Linked DNA regions of Sus scrofa: regions 1 and 2 are each linked to region 3. A link is a contact called in public HiChIP or PLAC-seq data. All regions are on one chromosome and are shown on one strand. The core of a region is the stretch at or near the end of the contact, and the rest is flanking DNA. Distances in the headings are between cores, read along the strand shown.

What was found. HiChIP or PLAC-seq counts read pairs in DNA pulled down with a chosen protein or histone mark.
Region 1: a contact with region 3 is called in an H3K27ac HiChIP or PLAC-seq map of skeletal muscle. The contact joins the enhancer-like site here to the promoter of MINOS1 in region 3. A contact is called at or near these places in 1 of 5 promoter capture datasets (liver), 3 of 47 Hi-C or Micro-C datasets (alveolar macrophages, fetal skeletal muscle and liver) and 2 of 2 datasets of contacts at active chromatin or transcription factors (alveolar macrophages and skeletal muscle).
Region 2: an H3K27ac HiChIP or PLAC-seq map of alveolar macrophages shows a contact between it and region 3. The contact joins the promoter of PQLC2 here to the promoter of MINOS1 in region 3. A contact is called at or near these places in 2 of 5 promoter capture datasets (fetal liver and skeletal muscle) and 2 of 2 datasets of contacts at active chromatin or transcription factors (alveolar macrophages and skeletal muscle).

Annotation. Positions count from the first base shown.
Region 1 is chr6:77,846,066-77,848,765 of Sscrofa11.1, reverse strand. All of the region lies in intron 2 of CAPZB (capping actin protein of muscle Z-line beta subunit), which reads left to right. Among named protein-coding and RNA genes, the nearest start is that of CAPZB, 65 kb to the left of the region's middle. Within about 2 kb of position 1,250, at least 7 of the 83 cell types and tissues checked have an H3K27ac peak or open chromatin away from gene starts, as enhancers often do. A contact at or near this core is called in skeletal muscle, where this site is marked.
Region 2 is chr6:77,760,475-77,763,174 of Sscrofa11.1, reverse strand. It overlaps PQLC2 (PQ loop repeat containing 2), which reads right to left and starts at 1,314. Exons shown (of 9, transcript NM_001243851.1): 1 at 1,267-1,314. AKR7A2 (aldo-keto reductase family 7 member A2) reads left to right here and starts at 1,566. Exons shown (of 7, transcript NM_001243822.1): 1 at 1,566-1,899. The coding sequence starts at 1,572.
Region 3 is chr6:78,010,089-78,012,788 of Sscrofa11.1, reverse strand. It overlaps MINOS1 (MICOS complex subunit MIC10), which reads right to left and starts at 1,303. Exons shown (of 4, transcript XM_005656034.2): 1 at 1,084-1,303. The coding sequence starts at 1,147.

The sequences.
Region 1 (2,700 bases), core at 1-2,500, 160 kb after region 3:
CCGTTGTTAAGCTGTTTCAGAAATACCTGCAGGTCCATGTGGGCCAAGAATCATGTGATGTTAAGATGCTCCCTTGGCTTCTAAACATTGACCTTCTATGGCTTTACTCTACACACTGGCAGCAAGAGCTGAAACGTCTCAGCTGAGGTGTATTTTGAGCCCTGAGCTGAGGAAGGAGTTTGTTTCTGCAGATTGGCACCCAGCAGGCCATCCGTCCTTTGCCTTTTTAAGAACAAACCAAAAATAGCCCTAAATCCGTTTAACCAGGCCGAAAAAACTTCACTTGCAAACATCGATCACTTCATCTTTAAATTTCTTCTCCTTCCTTTGCTTAGAGTCACCCTGAGGTCAGACTCGGTGGGTGTCCCCAACTTTACTCAAGCGAGGGGGAGGCTTCAGAGCTGGGAGCACACCAGGCTGTGGCACCCGGCCTGTGAGTTAGCGGTGGAAGACCCATCCCGAGGCCCTCTGACCAGGGAGTTGAGAACCTGATCGGTTTTCATTTCAGCATATTTCTTTTTAGCAGCCAGCGTTGCCCTCCAGAAATAGAAAGGGCCAGCCTCAGCAGTACCTATACTTTGAACAGCTGGCAGAAATTGTCCACCTGTAGGTAGTGCGAGGTCTGCAGGGAGGTTGCCGCGGACCGATGAGAAGGCTGGAGAGCACAGGCTCCTTGGCTGGGGCCCTGAACCAGCGCGTGGAGACCTCCGGCTTGCGAGGCCAAGGCCTTGCTCTCCGTGACGTGGCTGGTGGAGCCAAGCTCACACGCCTTCGTGGTTGAGATAAAGGCTAATGTTTTGACAGTCATTTCTGCTAAGCATCGGGAGTTTTCAGTCTCCGATAGTTGCACCCCTGAAATCTGGCAGTGCTTTCCCTGGGGATAGCTGTGTGGAGTAAAGCATCACACTCACGCCTGTCCCCAGGGGATGAGGTGTGCTGGCCCTGGAACCCAGACGTCGCCACTGTCCTTGGGGACCTTATCGCCAGAAACGATCTGCTTCGTCTGTGTTCAGGAGGGACCATGCCTTGTTTTCCCTTTATCATCACCATTTAAAACCGTCTCGGACCAGCATGTTTTCCTCCTTTATTTCAGAGACAATTTTACAGTGTCTTCTTTCTAAAGAGACGTTAGCCTGAGGAGGTGAAAAGCTGGTGGATTCCGTCAGCATTTACTGAGCACCTCCAGCGCTCAGCCCGGGAGGAGGCAGCCTTGGCTCCTGCGGGAAGCAAATGCAGGGACCCTGCAGCTTGGTCCGTGTCCAGAGTGACCGGGCTGGATTCTCTCAGCCCTTTGGTCTAGACCATCATCAGCTCTGAGGACAACTGTCGAGACTGGCAAACCTGAGTTACTCTTCCTCTGAGTGTTTACCCTTGCTGTGTGCCAGACACCGTCCTGGGGGCCATGCCGGGGTGCACAGCGGAGGCCTCACTCCACAGAGCTGGGGCTCAGTGGGGAGCTCAGGCAAGGAAGACGAAGGCTCGGCCGTGCCAGCTCTGCACACTGTTGTTCTCTTCCAGATCACAGCAGGCCTGGTTATTTGTCTTTACTTTTGAGTCGAAGTGGCGGTTTAGCTGTCTCCTGCCTCCTTGCTGGCCGCCCTTCACCCGGCCTCTTAGTGTTTCTCAGATTCTTTTCCCAAAGTATTCCTGAGGAGAGCAAATACGTATCTTTGGAGTTTTGAGAGCAAAGCGAAAAGTGCCTGCCTCTAGTGGAAATTTTATGTTTTGTCTTTGCAGAATGTTGCCTTGCACTTCACAGCGTGCCCACATGCAAGATGTTTTAACATAAAAACCATGCTTTCTGCACCTTCAGCCTTAAGTCAAGCTGCTGCCCCGGGAAGGAGCCCCCCCCCCCCGCCCCGCTGGTGCTCTGGGTCCTTGTCTGGAGATGCTCAGCTGGGTTTGGGATGGGGCCTCCTCACAGCATCTAGTTTCCCTGCTGACAGCCCTCTGGAGCTGAGGGCAGGGGGCTCTGTTGCCCCGCCTGGCGCGGGGGTGCCTGTGCTGGACCCCATTGGTTCGCTGGGACCTGGGCCAGTTCCCTGTGGGTTTCTGTTAGAGGTGGGGACCCTCGGCCTCCACTCTTGGGTTGGTTTTGGGGCCCTAGGCCGAAGGGTGTCTTGAGCCGGCCTAGAGGAATGGATGGAATAATCGGTAATTATGCAGGGATCCCTGCACGGTCTGTCGTACTGATGTTTCTGAGCTTATCCCGAGCTTTCCTATAGGAGACGGTGCTGCAGTTCCCGTTTTACAAGGGGAAAAAGCATTTCAGCCAAGGGCCTCCGGCAGGATTTTAATGAACTCCATTCCTTGGAAAGTTGTGGTGAGCCTTTTCATGCAGGCGTTTTGCTCTTTGAATGGACTGCAGCTGCAGTGGCTAGAGCCAGGCGGAGTGAGACAGTGGACCCGGGACTCGAGGTGCTGGCGGCCCTCTGTTCCCCACCCAGGGCTCCTCTCCAGAGGGAGGTGGCCTTTTGCGACCCCAGCGTGTTGTTGAAGCGAGGACTCCGCCACCTAATGGTGATTTATGTCAAGGTGGCAGCTGGGCAGCTCTTCTAAATTAGAAATGACATGATTGCTTAGAAAGAGGAAATGGGGCTTCCAGGGGAGCCCCCACCCATGGCTGTGGCCAGAAATTATTTGAAATTCTGCTGCATTCTGTTACATGCGGAGCAGTAGCCCCTCATTGATCCAAATGAA
Region 2 (2,700 bases), core at 65-2,564, 250 kb after region 3:
CCCAAGGGTACTCCCAGAACTGCCCTCCCCACCTCGTCTCCTGCCTCCTCCCTCCAGATCTTCAGACAGTCATTCCCAGACCTCCAGACTTCTGTTCCAGCTGCCTCTTCCCCCAGGCATGTCCTCTCCCCCTGGAGGGCATGGTAAAAAGATATTAAGACCCATTTCTAAATTGCCCTCTTGGACGGGGCCTTACAGGAGCTGTCACCTTACAGCTCCTGTCACCTCTTCCCCTACCCTCGTTCCCACACCTGAAGAATGATCTTCACATTCCTCAGCCACCGCTGCTCACTCCTCTCCGTTCCATAAGCTTCTTCTTAGGGCCTAGACTCATCAGCTAGGCAGGAAAGGCTCAGAAACAGAGAGGGAGAGAGGGAGGGAGGGAGACAAGAAGGACCACTGTGAGCATGGATGGCCTAGGGTTAAGAAGAAAGCACTCTGGAACTGGCCTGCCGGATGCCTACTCCTAGAACTCCTGAGCTGGTGACTGAGCCACAGACTCTCAATCCGTAAAAAGGGGGCAATGAGGCAGGTTAACCGCAGAGTTTAGATAATCCAGGCCGAGCGATGAGAAGGGTGCCTGAGCACAGGTCAAGCACTCAGTGGGATAACCTGGGATGGCTTTTATTCTGTTCTGGCCGGAGCTCTTCCTCCCCCTCCCCCCCGCCCCCTGGCAAACCGCAGGCTTCAATAAACACTGAATAGATAAGAATGCACCCGTCCGCACACTTCCAAACGGTGGACTCGCCACGCACACGTTTGGAGACCTATCCTAGGCGTGGAGTGGGAGGGGACAATCGTCCCGGTTTGGAGCTACCACCCACTCCAGCCCTCCAGGTGCTCGGTCACAACACCCTCCTAGTGACTCAGCCCAGCACGGGCCACCTGTTTGGCGGGGATAATGACAGGGCAGCCGCTGTGGTCAGCGCTCATTTGCCGCGAGGCCCCCTCCTCCGGCATGCCCTGGGGAAAACAAAGCCATCAGGAGCGAAGGGGCCCGTCGGCCGGGATTAGGAAGTGAAAAGGGAACCCATACCCCACCCCTGGCCAGGTCGGTCCCAGAGGTTATGCTGGTCGCCCCTGAGAGGGGGACCTGGGCCGCCCAGGGCCTCCCAATCTCGCCCAGAGCCTCGCTCCAGAATCTTGCGCCCCAAAGGGGGAACGGGGACCCCAGAACCGTCCAGGGGCCGGAAGAGGGTGTTAGAAAGATGTGGCAGGGAAGGCCCGGAGTTCTGACCCACGGCCCCAGCCTCAAATTCGGCTTACCGCGTCTAGATCCTCCCCGCCGCCCGGCTCCTGGGTTCTGCCTCTCCTGCCTGGGTCGGCTGACCAGAAGCGCCGCCCCGCGCCGGCCCCCGCCTCCCTCCTCCCGCCTCCCCGCCTGGGAGCTGAGCGGCTCCGCCTCTGGAGCCGCGCACTTTGTGGACGGTCCCTGGAGGAGTGGCGCGCTAGCCGAGCGTGCGTGGGGGGGCGCAGCGGCGCTTGTCCTTGCTCCCTTAAGGCTCCCGGGGCTCCTCCCCCGCCGTGGGTAGGCGGGGCTCGAGGCACCCCAGCGCGCAGGCGCCGATCTCATGCTGAACGCCGTGTCTCGAGCCGTGGCTCGTGCTGCCGTCCGCAGCTCGCGTCGCCCCAGACAATCCGAGGCTCGCCCCGCCGCTAGCGCAGCCGTCATGTCCCGGCCCCTGCGGGCCACCTCGGGCTCCCCAGCCCGACCCGCCACAGTTCTGGGCACCATGGAGATGGGGCGCCGCATGGACGCGCCCGCCAGCGCCGCGGCCGTGCGTGCCTTCCTGCAGCGCGGCTACACTGAGCTGGACACTGCCTTCATGTACAGCGACGGCCAGTCCGAGAGCATCCTGGGCGGCCTGGGGCTCGGGCTGGGCGGCGGCGACTGCAGAGGTAACTCCTGGCGCCTGCGCCCCCACCCCTGGTCCTCCCCACTGAACCCTGCAATTCAGACCCTGCAACAGCAGGACGCTAACCCAACCCCAGTAAGCTCACGGGCCGTGGTCAGGACCGGCAGTTTTCGTCCCCGCTTCCGGGGCGCCGACCTCCCTTGGCCACCCAACAGCTCTGTGACACCCCCCCCCACCCACCGCTCCGCAAGCCCCCTGCACATCCAGGCTTGGATAGCTGAGCAGCGCTTTGTCCTGACCACCTTCCCCTTCTCTTCACCTTCCCCTGGAGGCTGCACCTCTGTAACCCCCAGGTGTGTTACCCTCAACCTGATCAAGTTCTTCGCTTCCTACCCGCGCTGCTTTCTTTGTGCACCTTTCTGCCGCCCTCGTCTCCAGAACTATTCCATACTCACCTCCAGCCCTGCCAGGTGCCTATAACCTGTGTCTAAGCGCTCTTCTTAGCCTCTCCTGCCCTTCTTTCCCCGCCTAGGCGCTCCCCGAGCAACTTTTCTTCTCCCAGTCTTTGATCTGTTCCTAGACTTTGCTCGGTTCAGTTGACAGTTCTCCTTGGCCCTCTCAGGGAGAGCTGCAGTCCTGCCCTAGGCTGGATTGGGGGAGCAGGGATGTCGGGGTAAAACGTAGGGAGTGGGGAGGGAGTGGGTAACCACTCCTATAGCCCTGTGCCAGGCTTCTTAGGGGCCTGCAGGAGGGAATGTGACTAAGCCACCCTCAAGGAGCTCAGAGGATAGTAGGGAACATTGAAGCAAATGATTGTCGGGGAGCCCAGAAGAGGAAGCAATTT
Region 3 (2,700 bases), core at 54-2,553:
GAGCTGTAGCTGCGAGCCTACACCACAGCCACAGCAACGCAGGAACCGAGCAGCCTCTGTGACCTACATCACAGCTCAGGCAATGCCGAATCCTTAACCCACTGAGCAAGGCCAGGGATCGAACAGGGGTCCTCATAAATACTAGTCAGGTTCGTTAACCACTGAGCCACGACAGGAACTCCAAATTCTCTTAAATACTCTTAGGATTTCCATACAAGAATATCAAATTTAAATAATAAAAATCAGTATCTAAGAAAGAGCATGGAATTTGAAGCCAGGAAGCCTGGGTTAAATTCCCAACTTTGCCATTGATTAGTCCCTGGGCAAAGCCCTTCAGCTGACTCTCACTTTCACGACCTGTATAATGAGTTAAGCTGCACACCCAGCACAGTCTGGCACTTAGCAAATGAGTTTCTTTCCTTCTTTCCTCCTGCCCTCCATGCAATGACTTCATAATTTGTGTCGTCACTGAGCACGTGTTAAAAGGCTACCCGAGTCATACGAAGGACTGGAAAGTGACCAATCTCTTACTTTCAAGGTAATTCTCATTTCAGATCACCGTCACTAAGTCTCCGATTTCAGGCCCCAAACTACTCTGATGCCAATAAATCAGGTTATAAATCGGAAATGACAGCAACTCACGTTAGGGCTTGGCAGTATCTCTAAAATGCTTCCGACTTTTGATTCAGTTGGGCCGGAATGTGGCCTCCTGACCAGGCTGCACGCCCGGTGCGAGAGATGTGACACCAGGGAGGAGAATTTCCAGCCACTGGCTCAAGGTTGTGTCCCACATACCGTCTTAACTCGCAGTGCTCCGCAATTCTCCTGCCACCTGCCAATCTGACCCCCACTCCCTCGGGACTGCAACCCCAACCCTCCCGCTTCGGGCGGCGGCCCAGGCTCCTCGGGCTCGCGTCCCCCGCCGCCCGAGTGACCTCCCGCCCGGGCTTGGGCAGCTCGCCCTGACCTGAGGGGCTAGAATAGGCCGGACGGCCTGACCTCTCTTGGGGTTTCCCCTCCACCCTCCGGGTCAGCGGAGCCTTTGGCCGGCTGCTTGGCTACCGGAGACGAGGAACCCCTTACCTATCTTCACGACCGCATCCGCCAAGCACCGGTCCCACTTCCTGCCGAGCTCTGAATCCGACATGTTCCCCACCCGCAGCTCCAGCTTTCCGGACGGTCGGGCCCCGCGCTCAGACCCAAGGCAAATCTCGCGAGAGCCGGCCGCCGTTTCCAGGCCCGGAAGGCGGATGCCGGCGGGCCAGATATCGCGAGATGCTCTGACTGCTTCCGTACTTTCCGGCTTTTTTTTCAGTTGGTAGTCAAGGTGACGGGTTGCTGGGAGGCCTGAGGTGACCCTGACCTTGGAGCCGCGCCTACCTAAGGGTTGCGAAGCAGGTTGCCTAGGCGACATCCAGACCCTTGTCTGGAAGGCCCTTCCAACACACCAGCTCCCATTGTTGGCCTTGGACGTTCCCAGGGCAAGTGAGGGCACAGCGTTGGATTCATTCATTTACTTACTCATCTTGACTTTTTCTACGCCGTCATTTACTCACTTATTGCAGTGGAACTCCCGCCTTCCCCACTAACACAGGTATTGCTCTGGCAAATGTCATCTATTGCCAAATCACATGGACGCGTTTTGACCTCTGTACAGCCTTGGACACAGCTGTTCTTGCGTGCTTCATCCTGGCTTGTCTTCGACTTCTCTTTATTCTTTTGACCCCCCAGAATACCAGTCTTTGCTAATTCTCCTCTGACTTCTCGCCTTTTTAGAGGTCCTTCCAGGGCTGCTTTTTCTCTGCCAGCTGATGAGTGTGTCAGTTCTCTGGGTTCCATCAATCCTCTATAATTACTCTCCCTGAGTAACTGCAAACATTGTCAAATTCTATTTCCAGATCACGCATCTACCTAAATCTTCCTATTCATAATGCAGCCTGTTTGCTAGTATCTTTGACTGTAGTTTTCTCTTCCCGTTTGCATTCTCCCGCATATCAACAAATGCAAATTTGACCATATTACGCCTCTGATTTGAAGCTGTCAGTGACTCCCATTCATCTACTGGTTATATCCAAGCTTCAGTGAGTTCATTCTAGGAAGCCTGTAATAATAGAACATAGAGCCTCTCCTTCATCCACTAATAGAGCTGGGAGCTCACCTCCATCTTCTTACTGTCAGAGGTGCTCAACTACCCCATAGGATTTTCTATGTTGTATTGAGACATCTTTTTATGGATATTTGTATCTGCCTGTAAAACGAGGAGGTCACTAAAGGCCTGAGCTGCCCCTTCTTCATCTGCACATACCCAGTTCAGAGCACAGTGCCTTGGACAGTAGGATCTTCTGTGAAATATTTGTTAAACTGAATTGAATTCATTTACTTACTCATTTATTCCTGACATCTTAAACAGCAGAGCTGCTATACTAATCCTTGCTGTGTTAGAGCCTCTTCTTTCAGGAAGACTTTGTCCCTTACCCCACCCCCCTTCATCCAACTCCTAGCTGAGCTATAAATCAGATTGTATTGCAGTTGTTTGTGTGTCTCTTGGATGTGACTGTGATCTCCTTGAGAATGGAGGCTATGTCATTTCTATATCCCTGATGACTAGCATAGAGCCTAGTATATATTGGACTCTCAATTCAATAACAGCTTTTTTTTTTTTTTTTTTTTTTTTGGCTACGCCCACAGCATAAGGAAATT